Regions from separate parts of the Gossypium arboreum genome. Here region 2 is linked to region 1. The links are chromatin contacts, called in public Hi-C maps. All regions are on one chromosome and are shown on one strand. Each heading gives the region's core, a stretch centred on a gene start, on an enhancer-like site or on the middle of the called end of the contact. The rest is flanking DNA. Distances are from core to core; before and after follow the strand shown. Region 1 holds the start of LOC108473779 (acidic leucine-rich nuclear phosphoprotein 32-related protein-like). Region 2 holds the start of LOC108465033 (probable protein phosphatase 2C 80).

The links. Hi-C and Micro-C count contacts between places; a contact is called where the count stands out from the background.
Region 2: a Hi-C map of leaf shows a contact between it and region 1, with 3 times the contacts expected there. The contact joins the promoter of LOC108465033 here to the promoter of LOC108473779 in region 1. A contact is called at or near these places in 2 of 5 Hi-C or Micro-C datasets (both in leaf).

Annotation. Positions count from the first base shown.
Region 1 is chr11:27,915,113-27,922,175 of ASM2569848v2, forward strand. It overlaps LOC108473779 (acidic leucine-rich nuclear phosphoprotein 32-related protein-like), which reads right to left and starts at 3,900. Exons shown (of 2, transcript XM_017775530.2): 1 at 2,226-3,900; 2 at 354-861. The coding sequence starts at 3,332. The coding sequence ends at 583. It overlaps LOC108474177 (plant-specific TFIIB-related protein 1), which reads right to left. Exons shown (of 3, transcript XM_053022052.1): 1 at 6,895-7,063; 2 at 5,755-5,883; 3 at 4,271-5,365. The coding sequence ends at 4,526.
Region 2 is chr11:28,215,150-28,222,212 of ASM2569848v2, forward strand. LOC108465033 (probable protein phosphatase 2C 80) reads left to right here and starts at 3,964. Exons shown (of 6, transcript XM_053020883.1): 1 at 3,964-4,437; 2 at 5,039-5,308; 3 at 5,399-5,774; 4 at 5,998-6,306; 5 at 7,003-7,063. The coding sequence starts at 5,184. It also overlaps the pseudogene LOC108465025.

The DNA of each region.
Region 1 (7,063 bases), core at 2,650-5,149:
AAACCGTTGATTTCATTTACATAAAACAATTTGTCAGTCGCTAATGTGATTCTTCTGCTATCATCTACAGCTCATGAAATAAAAATAAAATTTAGATATATGGATTCCACCCATGGCAGCTTAGCGTGTGTTATCTAATTGGCCTGAAATCCTTCCCGCTTGGAGCCGAGCCGAAGTGAACGATAACAAACGAATACTATCTACAAAAAGTACAACATTTTGTAACTTATTACAAAATCCCCCTTTTTTTTTTTTAAACAAAGCTTTTTCTTTTTTTCTTTTTTTTTTATCAAAGGTTGGTTTTCCCTCCAATCCATTCCCCGACCAACCTCCTGAGAACTGGAAAAGGGCGGTTAAAACACTTCATAACTGCCATTTGAATTAACAAATAAGTAACGGATATATTAAAGAGAAAGGGAAACGCTCTAACGACTTTTTGAACTAAGCCCATCCATCAAGTACACAATTCCTTTCACCCTAAACATTCTGTTCGTTCAATAACACTGCCAGCAGCATCATCTACCACACTCTATCAATCAACCATTCTAGTCTAGGATTTTAACAATATATATCTAACCCCCCCTAACCATGCTTCTTCGAAAACTTCACATCATCTTCCTCCTTATCTTTCCCTGCATCATCGCTTCTCTTTCTCTTAAGCTGTGAAGTCGATGGCACTTCCTCATCATCTTCAACTTCTTCCTCCTCTTCTACATCATCATCATCATCATCATCATCATCATCATCATCATCATCATCATCATCATCATCATTCCCTGGGTCCATGTCACTACCTTCAGCATCATGTTCTTCAGCTTGGGCCACTGGTTGAACCAGGTAGCCTTCACCATAGTCTTCATCCTGTTATTCCAGTCAACCAACATTAATTTTAAAAACATCAAAATCCACCAAAAAAAGGTGAAGTTCATTAGGAAAAATAAAAGATAATACCAGATACCAAAGCTAAGATAACACTGCAATCAGTCAAACTAAACAAACAGGCAGATATTAAAAATAACAGTAGCACAACACAAAATATCATGGCTCCAAAGGCTAATCCACAAACAATCAAGTACTACGTATAAATAACAAGTTCTTACACCAATTCCACAACCAAAAGCTACTCCAAAAAAGTACTATGCAAGATTAGAAAAGCCAAATAAGTTCTGAGAAACATGAGATTATCAACTAAAATTTCCAAAATCACCAATAACCCACTCAGAATACTATAAATAGAAACCTAATATAGAAACTTCATTAAAAAAAGGCAGTCATGGCACTAGGAAGTGGCTTATCAGCTTTACAACTGTACTTTAGCTACAATCCATAGAACATAAAGTTTGCCAACAAAGTTGACAGAGATTTTGTTTATTAACTGCTTAGTGAGCTAAACCAATATTATCATAGAGCCAAAGACAAAATTAACAAAAAACATTGTATCTAACCAAAGAAAAATATTCAGACAGAACCTAGAAATTTAGTCTGGTAGGGTCATTGATTAGACAGAACAAGTAACAGATATTCTCATGACAAAGAACTTGGTCAACAAGAGATTAAAACTGACTTCAAAGACAACTACAATTCATCATCATCAACAAAGAGCATATATGGCAACAAAAGTCAATAGTTCGAGGATGAGGTAATAAGCTACAACTTTTAAAGACATGAAGAAACAAAAAAAGTTACCTAAGTATCATCCCAATTAAAATTCCAAAACCAGAATACATTAAGGTAATTACCAAACTGTCCTCACCATACAAAGACTCACAAGAAATATGAGAACCATACAAACTGTAAGTGCACAACGGCTTTTCAACAAGGGAAGAATCCACGTGGATAATTTGTAAGGGAAAAAGAAATATCAACATTTATAAAAGGCTAGAACCGTGAACAAAGACCATAAACTTATAATGTGAAACACTTGTATAACAGTGTGACAGAAGCGCAGCATTTTTTTTCCTAATGTTTGAAAGCAAACATTAGCACATGGGACAAGTGTATGTGAGAAAGTGAATAACAAAATAACAGCATTCAAGACATAGCAGCAAGCCAGATATTTACTTGGGAAAAATCTAAAAAAGCCACTTAAATCAAACAATTAACTCAAGTTATATGAGAAAACAACGCAATAAGCAGGAAAAAGAAAAGAACCTAAAGTTAATCAAATAGTGTAAACAATAGAAGTATGACTGGTAGTAAGTATTGCAAGCAATATGAAACCTCACCTCCTCTTCACCCTCTTCTTCATCTTCATATTCCCCATCCTCTTCAACACCTAACTCTTCCTCACCAGTCTCACCATGATCATTATCATCCCCATCTTCCCCATGTTCATGCCCATCAATCTCCCCTTCCGTGCTCATCAAATGCCCCGTACTCTCTGGCTCAGGAAAATCACCTTCATCATTATCTACCTCTTCCTCCTCTTCATCCTCATCCTCCTCCTCATCATCATCCTCTACCCCATCTTCCTCATCATCATCACTATCCTCAATATCATGAACTTCCACCACATCTTCTTCCTCCTCATCATCAACTTCCTCACCTGAATCATTCTCATGATGACCATCATCATCTTCATCTTCTGCTCTCCCTACTTCCTCAATCCGAAACCCATTGGCCTCATGGCCTAACCCATTTACCCTTCCACCCGTGTCTGTCTCTTCTTCATCTGCATCACTCTCTTCATCCTCATCAACATCAACAATCCCTTCACCTCCTTCACTATGCCCGTTATTCATTCTGTACTGCCTATCATCACCATCAACCTCCCCACTCCCAGGATCATCTTCATCATCCTCATCCTCATCCTCTTCATCTTCCTCTTCCTCCTCATCATCCGATTCTGGCCTTTCATTTTCCTCGGCGTCCATTTTATCTAAATATTTCAACGATTTAATCAACCCAAAAACCCTAGATCGATAATCCTTGACCCTGGTAACCGGGCACTCATATAGATCGAGGGAAACAAGCTTAAGCTGGGCAAGAGGGGCAAGAGCCTCTATATATTGAATCCGGTTATTAGACAAGTCAAGGTCCCGGAGCGAGTCAAGACCAGCTTCAACGAGGAATTCTAGGCCACCGGCTATTCTATTGTCTGAAAGGATTAATTTCTGGAGATTTCGAAGACGAGGAAACTGTTCTAGAGATGAAACACCGATATTGGCAATTGAAAGGTGTAGAAGATTCTCAAATTTTTCCAAAAGGCTCGGCGGCGGGAGGCGACCTTGAACACACTTCACCGCACCGTCAAGTGTCAAGGTTCTAACCGCCGCGTGGTCCGCTTGCCCGTCTAACGCTGTCTCCACCGCTCTCTCCCAGATCTCATCCATCAAATTCCACACCGTTTTTATCTCATATAGCCCCTATTTATATCAACAAAATACCAGATATAAAGCTTGTTTCTTATATTTCTAAAGTGAAATGGTTCAAAAGGATGGTTCGAAAGGGACGAGATTATGGAGTGTCATTCCAGAAAAGAGGAAAGTTAATAATAGTACAAGAAATTCAAATGGAGGAAACTACAAATTTTGAGTAAAACTTAAACGAAACCCTAACCCTAGATTTTGAAGATCGAGGAGAGGTTGTTCTGTTTTAATCTATTTCGGATGGCTTTAAACCCTAAATATTTTTATTTTTACCAGATGTACGGGATTTGTTCTTTCAAGTTCCAAACTTGAGAATAAAAACTCAAACACAGAGATTAAATAAATAAAAAGAACCATAACAATTTCCTCTCCTTTTTCTTTTTTTTCTTTTTTTTTTCCTCCCTCTCTCTCTCTCACTTTTCTCTTTTTATTGGTTATAAGAGTGGACGAGTCGGGATAAACCTCGAGCAGAGAAGGTGGGACCGGAGGGGGTGGGGGGGGGGGAACTAGACGGCTCGTGGTTCGTGGCTGCGGTTTTGTTTTAGCGGGGGAGGTGGTTTTGTGAATTATTGGACGAAGGTGAACCAATGGATTGAGGAAGACACGGATCGTTGACGTGGATAAAATGAACGGTAGAAATTTCAGGTTGGTGTGTTTGTTCTCGAGAAGGATGTAGACAGATGAGAGATAATGAACTGGAGCGCAGGTTTGACACGTCATTTTGATTGTAAATATCGGGAATATTAGGAGAATGCCTATTAAGTTGGAGGAAATTACGGAACTGCCATCGGGCGTTGTAATTAGCAGGCCCAGCTTCCTATGGCCCAAACTCAGAATTTCCATGACAATGACAGTAGTAAAATAACAACACTACACCACAGCAATGGGAATAAATTCTTAGCTTTGCCACCAAGGAGATTTTAAATTGCAACCCTGAAGCGTGGCGCTCATCGCTGAAAGCACAAATGATGCTATCACTGTCCACACTGAATATCGATGTAAACCATGAAACAACTATCGCAATGTGACATTACGACTGTTATTTTTAATCCTGCAAAACTAGTGAAAGTATAAGCAGGTGTATAAAACAGGAATAAATGTATCGTTATTAATTATGATGTTCGACAACAATTCAAGCCAGGACCAGTTCTAAATTATCATTTGGAATCTCCACTCGGATTGGTAACTTTACTTCCATTTTGAGTCCCGGATCCTTTAAGCTCAGCAAAACCTGGTGGCAACTTTGGAGGATGCACAATAGGCATGTTTGGCGAAGGCCCTGATGAGGCTGGCGAACGAAATGGCCAAGTGATGGTACTCACATTTGAAGCAGGAGAGCTTGAGAATTGGCTGGGCCTTAGGGAACTACTAGCACCCTTGGTATCTGTCTTTGGCATATCTACTTTATGTTCCGACTCTGGACAGCTTGGTTGTGCTTCTCTAATGTCTCCTCCAATGGTAGTCTGGTTTTTATCTCCTACCGTCCTAACACCGGGAGCCCCAAACTGAAGCCAGGGCTGCCTGAAATGTGGTGGCCGGTTCAACATAGCAGCATGGGTTCCAGAAGAATTTCCATTGTTTTCTGCATCATCTTTGCCTCTAGCTTGAAGGCCGGCTTCTGACACGTCATTAGGCTTAATTGGCTTTGAGTCTTGCTGCTTATCTCGGTCTGCTGTAGAACTCAGATCAATTGAATCAACTCTAGGCACTGAAGATCGGCCTGTGGCAATTGTAGTTGTAGGAAATGCTTTCTCGGGAGGGACAGCTGGAGTATAATTAGACGGAAGTAGATCATCCCAATTCTCTAATAGCTCCTTGTAGACTTTTCGGAGGGTGACTTCTGTGAGACCTGTCACCTTACATATCTCAGCCTGCGTCTTCCGTTTGTCTTCTAATTGGCATGCCAGATATATAGCAGCTGCAGATATACTAATCGGATTTCGGCGAGTGCAAAAGCATTTGTTGATCACAACTTCTCCGATATGAGTTGCCAGCTCCTGAAGACATGAGGAATACTTCATCATATCCTTCTTCACCGGAAATCAGATTATAATAGAAGGATCTTATGGAAACACATAAATCAAGTACCGTTTCTAAAAGAATCCATAGGCATCACAACTTGATTTATTCATACATAATGTTTAAGCCACCACATACAGATACTGATGAATTATACAGTGAATAAATTTATAATCTTAGTAAAACTTTCCTGACAACTTGTATCCATTGCAAGATGATTTCTCACAAGTCCTATCCAATTTTAAACAATTTTTAATTTCTTTTAACATTTATCTGCAAAGGGTTATATTGGCAATAGCTACAATTCAGCTACAATTCAACTTCATCAACTACAGGTCCAAGCTGCGACTCTTGAACCGAAAGGTACCTGCGCGGATTTATTGAGCTGAAGGAGAGTGCAAAATCTGGGCATATGAACTGATATAGAATTACTATTGATAGGTTGACTTAATTGTAAAGCTTCTCCCAGGATCTTGATGTACTTGCCAATCTCTTTCTGGGGTACATTGGCAGCAATAGAGATTTCCTGTCATTTTACAAAAGCAATAGAGATAAAAGAAAAAGGTGGGGTGGGGAGTACCACATGCAATAGTGATTTCATGTCATTGGATACGGTCTACCCAAGCAAAATCATCTCTGTTAACAGTCAAGTGCTCACTCTTTACTTTGACCACTTTTCCATTTCAAGGGTCAAAGTACTAAAACAACATTGAAAACAAAACTATAAGCAATTAGTTCCAAGATTTTAAAAATCTTATTCTAAGGAATTCTACACGTCAGAACTCTAGGTTTCTATTTTATGTTATTCTCCATCAACTCAAATCCTCATAAATTTTCACCCATACGCAGTAATCATTCTCTTGATTTACCTTAAGGCTTGCGCAGTTCTCCTCTCCACTCAACTCCCAACTTAAACTTTTCATTTCCATACCAATCAAACTCTCATTTATTCATAAGAGCGACCAGGCAACGACCTCTTGGCCAACTGAAATCTCGCATTACTCTGAAGAATGATATCTAACAAACTTTAGCAGTAGCTTAAAATAAGGTCACAAGATTTACAGGTACAAAACTTTATAAGAAAGGTAACCAGCGATAAGATTTAGGTCCCGTGTATACTAAAGGAAAAGACCACAAGATGCATATCTCAAACTCTACAAGCAGAAGTTGAGAACCTAATATGCAGATTGTCACTCATTTCTTTCTCAATTCTCACTCCACAAGTAATCAACAAAATATGCAAACACTTGGAACAAACCAAATTATCTACAGGATAAACGAATAGCTATGTTACAAAATCCAGCGTAGCATATGTACAGATACACATACATTAAGCTTCACAAATTTATCAAGGGGTCTTAAAACCGCAAACAGGCACAATTCTCAGCTGTGGTATCAGATTAACTTGATTCCTAGTAATGTAACGTTCAACTAAATCCGCCTTAACACTGAACTACTTTAGCATAAACAAGTCAACTTTAAAACCCACTCAGATGTGTAAAATTACCTGGAGGGTTCGAGGCTCTTGAGCTTCCCTAATGGCCTGAACAAGAGCAGCAGTAGCCAGCGCCTCAACACTCCGGTTCCTCAAACAGGTAGCCGAACAACAATCCCTAAACAACTGAAACGCGTGATCCGATATATCACAATCCAACCCCAAAATCGACGCCACGTCA
Region 2 (7,063 bases), core at 2,714-5,213, 300 kb after region 1:
ACAATAAAAATCTGACTTGTCTGGTTGTTCCTGGATTTTTAGCTGCCACAGCATCAATAATTTCGAATGGTTGGAGATGTAACTGTGAACCCCAATTTCATATACTGCTCCAAATTAGAAGACATGATATAGCAATACAAGGTAGATACAGTCAGCAACCACCATATTTCTCTGCATTTACGAATTCCATTTGGAGATGAATACTTCGTCATAAGCATGTGTCCTGTTTTTAACATTTGATTAGGTTTTCAAGAATACAAATACTAAGAAACAATTGATGACTCATCTCAGAAGCCCCTGGAACCATAATCTCTCTTACATGCTCAATACAATGACAGTCTACCAAACCATTGAAGAAGAAACTTGTTTCCTACTATCAAGAATGTTAGGACTAGTTTTTTTCTCAACTGCTCCAAACATGGATTTTCAAGGACCAATTTGTTGTTGGTATAAATTGGTCCCCTTGATTTCTTTTCTGGGTGTATGGGAATGCCAAGAAATCAGTTGGAAAATAGTTGTTGCAGGTTTTTGTTGTTTCTTCTTTTCTTCTCCATTATTGGAGGTGTTCTTGAAGCATGGCATAAAGCGAGTGTTACAAGATATTATGACTTCAAGGTGATGCTTAATGCAATCCTGTGCGGATAATAACGAGGCATTGATGCATCCATCCCTCTTTTCGCTGTTGCTAGAGCATTAATGTCTGGTTGTCGACTTATCAATTAAGCTGGGCCCTCATTATCATTATTTATTCTGCTTTTCAAATTTAAAAAAAAAAAATCTTGATATAACTATTTTCCTTGTAATGTCACTACCTAGAATAAGTAATGTTGAGGATTAAAAATAAAATTGCTGAACTTGATCTAGACAATTTTTTTTTTTCTGTAAAGTATAACTCATAATCTTCAATTTTCAGCTTTGCATATGAGTTGTGAGTTGTCTTTGAAGTTGAAATAAACCTCTCAGTGAGTTAACAGGTTCAAACAGCCTCTATTACAAAACTGTGCAAAACATCAACTATACTCACTGTCAATGGTATGTATCCTGGACCTACTATTTATGCTTGGGAAGACGACACTGTGGTCGTCAAGGTCTCGAATCTTACTCCATACAACATTTCAATTCACTTGTAAGAAAGTTGATCAGTAAATTTACTTCATTCTTTTTCCTCCTCTAGCTGTTTAGCTCACCATATTGCTAGTAAGCATAGGAGTGACATATGTTGGTTCGGTTTCTTATTAAAGGCATGGGGTCCGCCGAAGGCTAACATGCTGGTTTGATGGCCCTGCCTACATAACTCAGTGTCCGATCCAAGCAGGCCAGAATTTCAAATACAGGTTTACATTGTTGAACCAACGGGGCACACTCTTCTGGCATGCTTACATATCATGGCTAAGAGCAACGGTTCATGGTCCCCTCATTATCTACCCCAAGCAAGGAGTAGGTTATCCATTTCAGCCTCCCGTTGAAGAGCATGTCATTATACTAGGTAATCCATTTCGTATTCACCAAGCTACCTTGATCCGCAAGGATTCATCTGCATGTATCAGAAACTCGACATGATTTTAACCAAGCGGTGTTGTTTGGACAGGAGAGTACTGGCTTCGAGACGTCCAGGGCTTGGAAAGACATGTGAAAGAATCAGGAGGAGGTCCCCCAGGGTCAGATGCCTACACTTTGAATGGTCTTCCTGGTCCCCTCCATAACTGTTCTAGAGATGGTATATATGGTCTTTTAAATGCACTGAACAAACAAGTATATCTTAATTTCCATTACTGTTAAAACTACTGATGGTTGGTCTGTGGGGGGTTCTTTTCATTTAATATTGTGCAGATGTATACACCATTAATGTTTCAAAAGGGAAGAACTATCTTCTCAGAATCATCAATGCAGCCCTTAACATGGAGCACTTTTTCATGGTGGCTAACCATACTATGACTGTAGTGGAAACTGATGGAGAATACACAAAACCCTTCAAAACCACGTTCCTAATGCTGACTCCAGGCCAGACATACAACGTCTTGCTCAAAGCAGACCTGTCCATTGGCAAATACATGGCAATGGCCCCTTACATGCCAGCCAAAAACGTCCCCTTCTTGATGAAAACTTCTTGTGGGATTCTCCGTTATGCATCACCCACAGTGAAAGTAGACAAATTAGCTCAGAAGTCACGTGTGAAACGTCGATGACACCTCTTGAACCAATCATACCTAATGTAAATGACACTGCATCGGTTCAAGCATTCTCGGACCAAGTCAAAAGGCTATACCCAAACCACCAATGGTCCCCTGTTGATGTTCCTTTGACAATCGACAATTGGACTCAACGCGTTCAGCTGCGACGCACCTGACTCTGATAGATGCCAGGGGCCTGATGGGGGAATCTTTGCGGCTTCAGTCAACAATGTAACTTTTCGAAGACCAATGGTGTCTCTTCTGAATGCTTATTACAATAATTTACAAGGATATTATAGTACGGATTTCCCTGATAAACCAGAAAAGATGTATGATTTTGTAAATGGGGCTCCCAATAACATTAGTGTCGATACACAATCCGCAATAGGGACTCAAGTTAGTATCTTGGAACATGGTTGGGCAGTTCAAGTCATATTTCAAGACACTGGCACAGTAGGAACTGAGAAGCATCCCATACACCTTCACGGCTTTAGCTTCTACTTGTTGGGCACTGGTCTTGGCAACTATAACTCCACCACTGCACTTCTTAACTTGTACAATCCTTCCTCCCTATAGGAACACAGTGGGTGTGCCAGAAGGCAGATGGGCAGTCATTCGATTCAGAGCTGATAATCCAGGTGAATTTCATAGCTAAAAACCATAAAATTTTTCATTCAGTTTTGTTTTTATTTTGTCACCTTGATTACTTTATTAACTGTAATGAATAATTCAGGAATGAGGTTCATGCATTGCCATCTGGAAGTGCACACAACATGGGGACTGTCAATGGCTTTTCTAGTGAAGAATGGGAAAGGCAAAATGCAGAATTTGCCACCTCCACCTCCTGATCTTCCACTCTGCTGATCTGTAAATTTGTGCTGGGTTTTCCCTTTCGTACCATTTATCCCATTTTATTTTTATGTTTGCTAGTACGTAGACTATTGCCCAAGTTATATGAAAATAATGGATTTGTTTGGTTATTTGTTGAACTCAAGTAATGTAATTCCAAGAATAGTTCGACTTTTGTAAACCGTAATGGTTTATTGGGCTTCAGGACCATATAGACAACGAATAAGATGTTTAACTGGGTGTTTTCCCTTTTCTTTCCTATTTGGGCCAAATAATCCATTAATGGGCTCCATTGATTTTGGAGCATTTTTTTTACCATTTCTTATAGCCTTTAGCATTACGCAAAAAGAAAAAAAAAAAGAAGAAGAAGCTTTTAGCATTACTCAACTGATTAATTGATTGATGTAGCCCTTTTTATTAGTATCATTTAATTGATTTTTTTTTAGAAAGAAATTTTGATATCCAATAGCTAAAACTTATATCTAGGTAGAGACAAAACTTTTGGATGAGGCGACTCCACCACCACAACCTTGCTGTACCCCAAACCTAAAAAAAGAACGGACCTCGTCGCTCTTCAACTCCCCGCTTCGCTAACCCTCCATTTGTTTATTGCACCCACCCGTCCACGCCCCACCTTTGCTTAATCTATATTATAAAAATAGTCAGTCACCAACCTCCCACTGACCGTCACCTCATATCTCACACTCTTGTTGTGGGTTCCAATTTTTCTATAATAAATAAAATACCATCAAAATATAAATATAAGTTGAAGTAATTATAAATATTAAAGTATTAAAATAGATAGTTAAAAGTTAATTATAATACAAAATCAAACTATTACATTATAAGTAGGTTAGAAATTAATACAATTTAATCTAAAATTAATAAACTGAGCAAAACTAAAACTCACTTATTAACAACTGCACTTGAAGAGTTGAAAACTTACACAAAAAATTAAGCATGCAAGTATAGAACATAGTTACTCACAACTTTCATATATTTTTTCTATATAAAATTAATCATTTCTTATAACTTATGAACCATAATTTAATTATGGTATTAATATTTTCTATTAAATCTATTTTTTTTTCTATTAAATCTAGGTGGAAGAACTTGAAATAAATACATTTAAGTCCTAAGAATAGAGGGTTGGGTTGGGTACGTGTCCAAGAATGTATCACGTGTTTATCCTCAATACAGCGCTTGCCCTGAAAAAGTGAAACATCCGCAGCATCCGCAGAGCCGAAGGGAGAGGGAGAGAGGGAGAGGGAGAGGCAGCGAAGAAGCTCCGGAGATCGTCGATTCTCGTTTAGGTCTTTCTTCGGAGCTTCTTTCTTCTTTCTTTCTCTTTGCTTTCTTTCCTTTTTGTCTCTAACATTCAGGTGTCGAATAATACCAGATTAAGCCGCTTCAACAGGTTCTTTTTTTTTCTTTCATTATCAAGTTCTGCATTTTATTTGGCTATTGTCTGTAGTTTGTAGGTAGTTGTTGAGAGTTCTAGTTTTTGTGAATTATATTTCTCAGCATTTAGATTCTTTAAATTACCTACGTTTTTTTTTTCTTCTTTTTTGATGATTAAAAATTTAAAATTATCCATGTGTTTTTGTCATTGATGTATGCAGAATTCATATGTTTTCTTTTTATTGTATGCCAGAAATATTTAACTTTAAAAAGGCATTTGTACACTTAAGCTATGTTTTGGTTACTCGTTTCTTCTAATGCTCAAAAGTTGCTAAGAAAAGAATAAAAAACAATGTATCCAAAACCATTTTTCATGAGTAATATTATTATTTTTGTTAAAATCCAGTTAATATATTATTATTATTTTTTGATCTAAATGCAATTTGAATAATTCTTGAGCCATGTGAGTAGCTTAAGTGATTTCAACTCTTCCCATTCTTTCCTTTTTGTTGTTGAATTTTGTGAGCTTATGCATCTTTGCTACGCTCCTAAAGCCCAAACCTTAATGTACATAATACATATAATATAATATACCTCTATTTTGTCTGCTATTTCAGGTATTGAGACAAATATGCTTCCTTAGAGGAAATTGCTGGTAGGTGGTTACACGCGTGTCAACGTATAGCCTTTTGTTTGCAATACAAGGTCTGGTATTCTCTCAAACGGTGGTTGAATTAAGGGAACTTGATATAAGGGTTAAAGATGCCAGCAGTTGTGTTTTCTAAGCTAAAACCTGTTGTATTTACTGGTTTTCAAAGGTCTCTTACAGGAAAACAAGTTCCGTTGTCCGACTCAGCAAGTTCATTGCTTAGACAGCTCAAATTTTTGTCTGTGAATTCAGGGTTGATTCAGTCTTTCTCTTACTCTGGTAAATCTCTATCTGATAATAGTTGTATTCGGAACCTGTTTTGTCTTAGGGCAAAAACAATGGCTGTGTCTAGTTCCAAGGCTGTTTTCGGAGATGTTTATATGGATGAGTTGGTAGCAAGTTGTGGGAATGGCTTGGACTTCTTGAAACCTAGTGGGGTTTATTTTGCTGATCGAAGTCAAAGCAGTTGCCAAAAAGCTAGCCTGATTTTGAGAAAGCAAGAACAGCGCAACAATCGTCTTGTTTGTGGGTACAATTTTTGTGACGCAGTGCAGAGAAATACCGGATATAATCTTCCTTTTGGTCCAAGGATGAAAAATATCCACACATCATCTTTGTCTTGTACCTCTTCTAGGGCAGCTCATGATTTGTCATTTGATGGGAGTTCTAAGGATGAACGGGCTGCAAGTTTACCTGTAAAGAATGTCCTCTTATCTTCAATTTATTTTATATGTTACCATTTGTCCCTTCTTTTAACTTCTTTTTTTAATTTTACAAATTATATTTGAGTAGTAATCTACAAATACAATAATCTTTATACTTTTCTGATATTAGCTATTCTCAAGCATTTTAAGACGATATCTACACATGTACTTATTTTCCACCGTTTGGTTCTTTGGTGTTGATTTCAGAGCTATTCCAAACAAGAAAAGCTTTAGACTAGTTTCAGGGTCTTGTTATCTCCCACATCCTGCTAAGGAAGAAACAGGAGGAGAGGATGCTCACTTCATTTGTGCCAATGACGAAGCCATAGGGGTAGCTGATGGTGTTGGTGGCTGGGTGGAAGTTGGCGTTGATGCTGATGAATTTGCCCGTGAACTTATGTGTAATTCAGTGGCAGCAATTCAAGATGAACCAAAGGGTTCCATTGACCCAGCCAGAGTATTAGAGAAAGCCCATTCAAGCACAAAATCACAAGGATCCTCAACTGCCTGCATCATTGCCCTTACAGAGGAGGTTTGTTTTCTTTTGTTAATAAAGATGAGCAGAGACAATCTTTAGATGAATTTTCATTGACATTTATTGATGAGTCCACTAGGATATGATACTTACAAGGAAACAGAAAAGCTTTCTTAGATTCTTTTTCATTGTTCTTCATGATTAACTTGCTATTGGTTTTTATGATTTAATAGGTGTGGTGAGCTCTACCTAACTTGTTCCGCAAGTTTTTTAGCTTATTATGCCCACATCCAAACAAAGAAAGAAGAAAATTCATTTTCTTAAAATATCAGACTTTATTTCTTCAGGAAAAGTAGTTAAGCTTTTAAATTTTACTCTTGGTAAAGTTGTATGTTGCAGAGTTCCTCTATTCCTGAGAACTGAAGTCCTAGCCACATTATTAGTTATTTTGTGAACTTAGCAAGAGCATTTGACTGCATGAACACATGAACCTATTGAAATATCTGTCTTTTCTTATTTACATTCATCAGTTTCCGTATCTCAATCCGTGTTTTAGGTGGATCGACTGCTATAATCTCATTCCTTGTCTGTATACTGGAATATGACTTGTTTTTAATGGCCGTAAAGAATTGATCTAGCTTGATTTTTAGAGCTCATTGGATTGCTCAGTTGCCCGAATCTAAAAAGGTCGATAAGATTTTAGCGATCAAATTATATCCCATATGATATCATGTAGTTTACTACTCTCAACAGGGGATACATGCAATAAATCTGGGGGACAGCGGTTTCATTGTGGTTAGGGATGGCTGCACCG